Regions from separate parts of the Rattus norvegicus genome. Here region 2 is linked to region 1. Evidence: chromatin contacts called from public Hi-C data. All regions are on one chromosome and are shown on one strand. The core of a region is the stretch at or near the end of the contact, and the rest is flanking DNA. Distances in the headings are between cores, read along the strand shown.

Region 1 (4,866 bases), core at 942-3,441:
TCTCAGCAGAGCGTTGCCTATGATGGGGGGACATGACCTCATGAGACCTGACCTCAGACTTCCTCAGTGCTCCCTTAAGGTAGAACACTCATTTCTGTAAAAGCTCAGGAAAAATGTCAGTGAAGTACTGAATAACTTTCCTTCGAAGAGCCCTAGGCTTGAGACACTGACACAGCCACTGGGCCACCCTTTTACCAATAGGCACCCCACAGGCTTACAACCTTTCATTCAGCCTTTAACATAAGAGCTCTAACTTTCAACTTTAAAAACAAATTCTACTTTCACAACATGAATCAGTGTCTGGGAGGCTAGGGCAAGCAGAGCTCAAAGTTTATCTGAACTACACAGTACCACAAGGCCAACTAGATAAACACACACAGCCCACACCTATTCCTAAGACTTTTCTCCCAGGACTTAAATGAACTGTCCGTGCAGGCCAGTCACCTAATAAGAAACTAAGTATGGAGAACCAAACCACAAAATACACCATCTACTATCTTCTTCCAGATCCCTAAAATATAGGGCTCACTCTCTAATACCCTATAAACACTAGTCAGATGCAGATACAAAAATATGTCACCCAGAAGAGTATACCATTACTCTTATACCATCTAAAACTAAATAAACATCCATTGTTAGACAGAAACAGAAGTGCACCTCCTACTGTTATTCTTTGGCCTCCATTTGTCCAAAGCAGATAGATGGAGCCAGAATTCTAGAAAGTAACTCATAAAAAGAATCCTTGTGGTAGGATGGCATAGAGGGTTTGAGGGGAAACCGGGAAGGGGGATAACGCTTGAAATGTAAATAAAGATTACCAATTTAAAAAACAGACCCTTCCTAGCAGTCACTACTACGTGGGAAATGCTGGATCTGATGAATTAAATCAGTGCCAACTCCAAAACTCTAGAACTTCCCCTCCTAACCATGGCTAGATGGTTTCACTATGATTCCTGGGAAGCTGCCTTGGCCGACTTTCATTCCCGCTCAATAAAACTGAAAAAAATTCTCATACCTGAAGCTCCCATTCTCATGTAACTCTGAAACATCAATCTCTATTAAAGTCTGTTCGAAAATTCTAAGTCACGCAAGGAGGCTCAAACCTGCATACCCACCAACACCCTGTCTCAAATAATCCCCATTAGCCAAACTTGTTCAGTGTCACACCTCCCAGTGGTTAAAAGCACTGACTGCTCTTCCAAACGTCCTGATTCAAATCCCAGCAACCAGATGGTGGCTCACAACCATCTGTAAAGGGATCTGAGGCCCTCTTCTGGTGTTTGAAGACAATGCAGTAATATACGGGAAGGAAGGAAGGAAGGAAGGAAGGAAGGAAGGAAGGAAGGAAGGAAGGAAGGAAGGAAGGAAGGAAGGAAAGAAAATGGGCTCATACACACCTTCAAACAGACGCCGAGGATCCTTCTCGTCCAGCGTCAACAGCTCCCGGGCAGCCTTACGAATCTTCGCCAGGGTAAATTTGACCCTCCACACCTCACGTTTGTTCCGGAGCCCATACTCTCCTGCACGTGGTTGGGAGGAAATCATAGGGCCAGAACCATGAGTTAGTAACATTTGCATGGGGACTGGAGAACACAAAACTAATCTAAAACGCTATCCTCTGTGGATCTCCAGAGGATTTTCACATCCCATAGGATTCTCCAGAACGAACACGTGGGAGAGAGACATCATGGCTACCTAACTCTTCCCCGATCCGCAATCCAAAATTCTACCCACTCACCAATCAACTTTAGCTCCTGGTCGAGACGCGATTTCTCGAAGGGTCTCCGTGGGGTCACATAGGTTTTGCGACAAACCCAGCTTCTGGCGACCGGCATGTTGACTAGGCTAGGCCCGCTGCGCCTGCGCAGTAAAGAGTCGTTTTTAAAAAAAAACAAAAAACAAAAAAAACCAATGTAACCTTGTTGCGCATGTGCAGCAAACCCCCTCTAGGACATGGCGGCACCACCTCGGCTCTCGGGAGAACCTCCTTTGAAAATATGAAACTGGGATTGTTCCATATCCGAGTTCTAATAACTTCCAGTCACCTTCTTCCCACCCCCTCTTCCTCAGCCTGTTCGTGAAAATTAGAATGGCTCCGCTACCTTACACTATTACAACCCCACCCCATAAAAAAAGGAGAACTCGAAGTAACCAAGACGCTCACCTACGAACTCAGGCCCGTGACAAAGAGAAACGTGGCCGCCGGATCGCGCCCTTATAGCAACGTCGCCTGTCGTGATGTCATCACGCACCGCTTGCGGCTGCGCCAATCAAAAGCGGAAAAGCAATAGAGACGAGCAGGTGGGCCAGAGCGGCACTTTGCTGGGCGGACTTACCAGCGAAGTGATTGGGCGATTGAAGAGCTATGGTAACATCTTGGTTATTTCAAGAATTAACGAGGCTGCCCCTTCTAGGGCGAAAGCATTGATTGAGTAATCACAGTTGTCACTTTTTGTTTTAACAAAGACTCTTAGTATAAACTTACAGGGAATTCAGGGCAGCAGCCAAGGTTCCCGACCACCTCAATCTCGTGGCGATGCCCTTGCCTTTAAAAGTGCTAAGATTTGGGATTTGGGGATTTGGCTCAGTGGTTGAGCGTGGGTTCGGTTCCCAGCTCCAAAAAAAAAAAAAAGTGCTAAGATTTTAGGTGTGAGCCACTAAATATAATTTAAAAAAACATAATATATTATAAAAATAAAATAAATACATAAGTCGTGTTGGGCTTATTTTAAATATGCATATTGTGCTGGTTCATTTTGACAGCTTGACACAAACCTAGACATATGTGGAAAGAGAAACTCATTTAAGAAAATGCCTCCATCACCTTGGCCTATAGGCAAGTCTCTCCTAATCTATTTTATTTATTGTTTTTAATGCAGGGTTTCCCATCAAACGACCATAAATTCCTGATCCTTCTACCTATACCTCCCAAGTGCTGGAATTACAATCTACTTTACAGGCTGGCCTCAGACTCAGACATAATGTCCTTGCCTCTGTCTTTGAATAGTAGGACAGGCCTATACCACTAGGCCTAGCTCAGATATTTTTATTTTAGCCAGTATGATTGGTAAGAATTTACACTTGCATTTGTATACTCAGAAGGCAAGGATCTTGCTCATTTAGTCTGGGAGGACAGTCTGGTAGGTACAGGGAGTCAGACTAGTTTACTTTCTGTGTCAAACATTTGCTTTTTAATTTCTTTTAAAGATGTATTTATTTATTTATTTATTACATATAAGTACACTTTCCCTGTCTTCAGACACACCAGGAGAGAGCATCAGATCCCTATTACAGATGGTTGTGAGCCACCATGTGGTTGCTGGAATTTGAACTCAGGACCTCTGATAGAGCAGTCAGTTCTCTTAACCACTGAGCCATCTCTCCAGTCCTGGTTTTTAATTTTTAAAAATGATTTCTTTAATGTTTGCAAGTACTTTTCTTACCTATATCCACACAAATGCCCCCTGTGTGTATCTAGGACCTTCAAAGGACATAAGGAGTTGGATGCCCAAATACTAGAGTTATGAGCCTTGTATGTGCTGTGAACAAAACTTGGGTCCTCTGCAAGAACACCAAGTACTCTTAACCACTGAGCCACCTCTCCACCCCGTATTTGTTGATGTATTTGAGACAGGCCTTGCTGGCCTGGAACTTGACCTAGCCTTGATCTCAGAGATCTCCCTGCCTCTCACACCTGAACACTGGGATTAAAGGCATAAACCACCACACCAAGTTGACTTTTTTTAAATTATGCATATGTCTGTGTGGGTATATACAACTGAAGTACAGTTGTGCTTAGAGGACAGATTAGGGCACCAAATTCCCTTTAGATGGAGTTGCAAGCACTTAGGAGCTGTCCTCTAGGTGTTGGGAACTGAACTCAGGTCCTTTGGAAAAGCTCAACTGCTGAGGCTCTACAACCCCACAAATGTAGCCCAGGCAGGCCTCAAACTCATGATCTTCCCACCTTTGCCTCTTCCACATTTCTTTCTGGACTGGTTTACACCACCACAACCAGCTCATGCAATAGTTTATTATAACCTTTACATCATGCCTCTAAGATGGTTTGTAGTAAAGACCAGTAAGATGGCTCAGCCCTTAAAGATTCCTGATGGCAAGCCTGGTAACCCGAGACCGACATGGTAAAAAGAGAACAGGCTGTCTCAAGTTGTCCTTCACATAAGTTCCATGGCACATGCATGCTCACATACATACACAGTTATACTTACAATAAATGTCACATGAAAAGATCTTCAAGGCAACCCTTAGTGCAATGCAAAGAGGCAGATTTCTGAATCACAAAGACCAGGTATAAGGCCCAGGTCCAGTACTTATTTATTAGTTTTGTGACCCTGGTCAAGTCATTTCCCTTTTCTCATCTGAATATAGAAATAAGAACCCCACATTTCAAGGATTGTTGTAAGGACTCAAAACACAAACACTTATTCAACAAATTTATTGAGAACTGCTGGGACCTAAGCCCCATAGGAAACAGAGAAGCCAAACACAAAACAGTCTCCATTCTCAACAAGTTCAGTTTGGAAACAGAATACAGAGCAACACAGGCAGTAATTGCCTTAAAACAGGAAAAAACAAAACAAAACAAAAACAAACAGAAAGGATGTAGTGTTCAAAATCCTGGAATCAGAACCAGGCAGGGTAGGAGAGCACAAGCCTCCATGAGGAGAAGAGCTGGGGTGACCATCGAGGAGGGTTCTTGCCACGCACAGCCACATCCCCCTCAGTCGCCAGCTCACTGCAGGCTGGCCCACTGCAGGGAAGTATAAACCACCTTCCCATCAGGCTGAGGGGAGCAGAGAAGCAGAGTCTTTCTGACACTGGTTCCCAGGCGGCCTGCAGAGACCA
Region 2 (4,866 bases), core at 856-3,355, 360 kb after region 1:
GAAAGGGAGGGACGAAGGAGGGGGTGTTAATGTTCCTTGAAAAGTGTGAGTTTAGAGCCAGGCAGAACGACTCCCACAAGTTGTCCTCTGACCTCTTTCAGTGCCCTGCGGTACATGCGTCCCTCACCCACTGCAAAAATATATTTTAAAAATTATTCTGAGATAAACATTTGCTATGTAAGCCTCGCTGGCCTGGAACTTGCTATGTAGACCAGGCTGGTCTTGAGTTCCTGGGGATCTGCGTGTCTCTGTCTCCCAAGTGCTGGGATTAGGGTAAAAGAAAAAAAATTTTTTTTTAAACTCTGGGTCCTTCCAGAATGAGGAAAGTCTGGCCTGGAGTGCAGAACGGTGTTTCCAAAACACCGGTTGAGACAGGATTGGAAATTCAGGGTCTTCCTGGGGTCACAGAAAGAGTTCAAAGACCACCAACGGTGTGGGGGGGTGTTGTTGGGGCTTTAGCTCGGTGGTCCTCAGCTCCGGGGGAGGGGGGGAAGACCAACAACGGGTGGGTGTGGGGTGAAAGGGAAGCTGCTGGTGGTGAGGTAGGTAGAGTATTTGACTAGCATGTGTGAGGTACTGGGTTCAACCTCTAAGAAGTGGGAACGCAGTTAAGGGATTGAGACTCTCCTGAGTATGACCAGCGCGGACTCCTTTAAAACTCCTAAATTTTGACTGAGCTCGAGGACACATCTCATTCTTGGCTCCAAGCTAGAACTCATGCAGGAGTTGGAACTCTCCGTGGGAACTAGAAGCCTCCAACACACTTGGGAGTTGAAACAGAAAGGCAGAAACCTCCAGCTCCCACAGGTATTGGCTTTTGGGAAGCTAGGCCTAACCTGACGCCTGCACTACAGTAAGTGGGCAACAGATTGCCTTTAATCCCTGCATTTAGGAGGAAGAAGCAGGCGGATCTCTATGAGGTCAGGGCCAGCCAGGTCTACATAGCGAGTTCCAGGACTACAAGGGCTATACATAGAGCCTGTCTTAAAAAAAAAAAAAAAAAAGGTGGGTTACTGTCCCACCACAGATACCAGAAGAGGGAAGAGCATAAATCCTTCTGCCCAGGAGAAAAGTTAGAAAAGAAGAGGTACTAGAAAGAAAAACCCTAGGAGAGATAACGGAACTAGTGGTCCAGAGGGCTTTCAGCACCGTTTGAAGTCATAGCTCAGGAATGCTCAGCTCAAGACATAAGCAGAGTGAGGAAACGCCCCTAGAGCTTCCTCCTAGATCTAGTTCCACTCTCGGGGCCACACCCAGCACCCCTGCTACCCTCTCCCATGCCACACTCCTGAGGTCATCCATCACTCCACAGGCTGGGCACATGCTGGGCACAGCCCTGATCAGACTCCGGGCCACTCCTCACACCAGTGGTGGGCTCAGCCTTAAACCCTCAAAGCTACCCCTACTCACTCTCTCTCTCTCTCTCTCTCTCTCTCTCTCTCTCTCTCTCTCTCTCTCTCAGACCCTCTGGAAGGAGGTTCAGAACAAGATCTTTTCCCCACCAGGTACAAGCATCCAGGAGCTCCATCTTCTCGGATTCAGATATCTATACTCCATTTTTCCAAGTCCTCAAACTAAAAGTCGAGATTCCAGCCCCTCCCTTCTTCTGCCCAAATTCAGACCCCAGTACCTTCTCCCTCAGAACAAATTCAGAACCCCGACTTCCTCCAGATTAAGGTCTGACTCCAGCCCTCCTCCCCTAAGACCCATCTTAAATCCAGATCCCAAGTCTTTTAGGTGAGACCTAGGAGTCTAGATCCCATCTTACCTCTCTCAGCCTCAGGGGTCCAAGTATCATCGTCCTTCCTCAGACCCACGTGCCCACTCCCCAGCCCCTTCTCTTTTCCATGTATGACCTCAGATGTTCAGCCTTTCAGCTATAACTTGAGTCCTGGCCCAACTGCAGTGTTTCTAGGGACCCAGACACCTGAATCCGTGCCCACTCCTCTTTCTAGACCCGAGGATCCTGAACCACTATTCCTTCCCTTCGGGGGTCCCTGCAGCCTCACCTCTCCAGTCAGTGGCGTCTGCAGCACAAACAAGGACGACAGCTGCAGACTAAAAGGGTCTTAAAGCTGGGTGGAGTTGGCCAGCTGAGGAGCGCGCGAGGGAGGAGTTGAGGGCGGGGTTTGGGCCTGGCTAGGGCGGTGAAAAGGGACTTTCCCTTCATTCAGTCTATCCCTGGCCCGGCCCGAAGGCGGGGCTAATGTCACACCACGCCCCCCAGAAGTGTCCTGGAACTCCAGCCCGACCAGTGAGGGGATTCAGGGCTGAGGTCACCGTTGCCGTGGAGACAAAACAGGAAGACACAGCAGCTGGAGGCGTGGGGGCTCCCGGGGGCTATCCTCCCTGACATAGCTCTGCAAAGAAATCTCTAGAGTAGGCTGGAGAATGCCGTTGCCAAAGAAACGTATGTGTTTATGGTTTGTTTTAGAGTCCCCCCCACTAAGCCCCATGCCTAGTTTCACCTCATTCAATTCTCCCTCTCTCGGCCCCCACAGCCTTGCCTATCAGTTCCCCCACTCTAACCAGAAAAGGGAAATCTTACACATCCAGGTCCCAGCAGTTTGGGGGCTAGACCTCTGTTTAACAGAGTCTGTGGGCTAGGGTCTTGTCTACCTGAAGAGAATTTAGGAATTTAGGGTGCCAGGCCTTAAGTGAGCAAGCTACCTTGACAGGTGAGGCCCAACCCCCAAAGAACAAAGACTAGATTCCCGTGTTTAGGGGTCTACCCAGAGGAGAGTGGGCCATAGCTCCAATTACACTGTAATCGTGGTCAGAGGACTGCTGGGCCACGTCTCAACAGATCACAGGCAGGAAGAGCGAAAGGATGATGGATAGTGTCTAAATTCCTGGAAATTTGGGGGGAGGGTCCCAGATTTCTGAGCGTTCAGACAGTTTTCAAAACATTTGTGGTTGGTTGGTTGGTTTTCCGAACCGCCTAGGTCTGGAAGGGCGCGCTATTTTGGGCCTGAATTCCTGCCTTCAGGACAAAGGGACTCAGAATCTTTATGAGGAAGACCGGGCTAGGGTTGGGAGCTCTGGATTCTAAAATCCCATATGGCAATATGGGAAGGATTTGGTGGACCCCGTTGTACCGGAAAGAGAGGTGCAAAAGAGGGAAAGAAATGCAGGGTTGGGCTTTAAAAAAAATGGTCGGATTTGAGGGCCTGAAAGGACTCGACTGAACCAAAAGGGAAAAGAAGCTGAAGGTCGCCGTGCTGGAGGGGACTTTAGGAGAGACCTAAGGGTCCCAATGCGGGCCCCCTGGGCAGGGCGGAGACCCGGGACAGCAGGTTCCCTCCCTCCTGGCTGCACTCACTCACCCCGCTCGGCAGCGGTCTCGGGCGCGGCCCTGATCTGCTGCTCCTGGGCGGGGCCTAGTGGCGGTGGCTGCTGATGGCTGCGGCTGCGGCAGCTTGTCTCTTCCCCACGGCTGCTTCTGGTCACCTTCCAGGAAGATTGAAGAGGCTTATAGACCTAGCTCTAGAGAGAAAACCGGGAGCTTCGCGAAGTGAGGGGTCCAAAGGGTCCAGGAGCTCACTACGGCCAGCTCCGTGTCCTACAGAGGAGGGAGGAGCTGAAGAGGGGACCTGGGCGCTTGCTTCGTGCTTTGCAGAAGTGGGGGTGGGGACCAAGGTAGGGATGGGTAGGCGAAGAGCTGTGTGCTCACTTTGCATGTCTGGGAAGAGGCACGGAAACAGACCCTTTTTGTCATTTTATGCCCTGCAAAAGGGAGGGTTTGGGTTAGTTTAAACACACACACACACACACACACACACACACACACACACACACACACACACACTTTATGTGTGACAGTGCAAATGTGGAAGTCAGAGGACAACTTGTGGGAGTCAGTTATCTCCTAGTGAATGGGATCGGAGAATCGAAGGTCATCAGGTTTGGTTGGCTAGTCCTTTATCCACTTACAGTGCTCTGTCCTGTGGCGGAGGTATTTCCTGTGTAGGTACTGAGATGGCTCAGTGGGTCGAGCCAAGCCTGATGGTTTGTGTTGCTCATCTAGGACCCATGTGGTAGAGGAGAGAACTGATTCCCAAAAGTTTTCCTCTGACTGACACAGGCTCGTCGTGTCATGCAATGGCACGCACCACCACCACCACCGCCCCCCAAACATAAATGTAAAACAAACAAAAAGCAAAATGTCTCAGTGCCCAGGGTAGCATGAACAAGACACAAGCACCTGGGGTATGTAAGTGTGTGTTACTGAAGATTGAACCCCCTACCTCAAAAAAAACAAAAAAACCAAAAAAAACGCTAGAGTGAGCACGGTATCACTGAGCTCTCTCCCCTGCCCAGTTTGCAAACATTTGAAGAGTGAGTCACAGGGTGTAATTTTGGGGAAATGTAACCCTTGGCTTCCCAGGTCTGTGTAACCTGTGATTGGGTATGTGCTACTGGTTCAGTGTTTAGCCCACCTTTTAGGACAGAACCCCCACCCAAATGTCCCAAACCCATCACTACGACTCCCCGTCCAACAGGCTGTGCTTGTTTTCTAGGGGCTCGCAGGACGTGAGCAACCCCTCTCCAAACTCATACCAGCTTCCAAGTAAACGGACTTCCTTGATCAGAAGCAGTATTATGTGGTTGAACGCGACGGTGAATGGTGAATAGGGCCATTCATTGTGCGCACACAGGCTGCTTTTGGCAGGGGCGCAAAGGGGGAGGAAAGCAAATAACAAGTAGAGAGTTACTTATTCCAGGGAAGAAAAACTTACTGCCCAACCCACGATGGAAGAGGTCCAATGTAATCCTCAGCAGACTGGGCATTTGACTAACTGGTCTTCCTAGGAAGCTGTGCTTTCAGGGCCTCAGCAAGTGTTGCTGCCATCAACAAGGTGGACG

What was found. A called contact is a pair of places that touch in the nucleus more often than the background predicts.
Region 2: a contact with region 1 is called in a Hi-C map of the A7r5 cell line, with 4 times the contacts expected there. The contact joins the promoter of Myadm here to the promoter of Rps9 in region 1. A contact is called at or near these places in 2 of 12 Hi-C or Micro-C datasets (the A7r5 cell line and frontal cortex) and 1 of 1 datasets of contacts at active chromatin or transcription factors (oligodendrocytes).

What each region holds. Positions count from the first base shown.
Region 1 is chr1:74,428,246-74,433,111 of GRCr8, forward strand. Rps9 (ribosomal protein S9) reads right to left here and starts at 2,192. Exons shown (of 5, transcript NM_001313935.2): 1 at 2,165-2,192; 2 at 1,739-1,860; 3 at 1,398-1,520; 4 at 1-17. The coding sequence starts at 1,835. It overlaps Tsen34 (tRNA splicing endonuclease subunit 34), which reads right to left. Exons shown (of 5, transcript NM_001006968.2): 5 at 4,442-4,866. The coding sequence ends at 4,754. It also overlaps a transcript of Pirb not described here.
Region 2 is chr1:74,785,858-74,790,723 of GRCr8, forward strand. It overlaps Myadm (myeloid-associated differentiation marker), which reads right to left and starts at 2,106. Exons shown (of 3, transcript NM_183332.1): 1 at 2,010-2,106.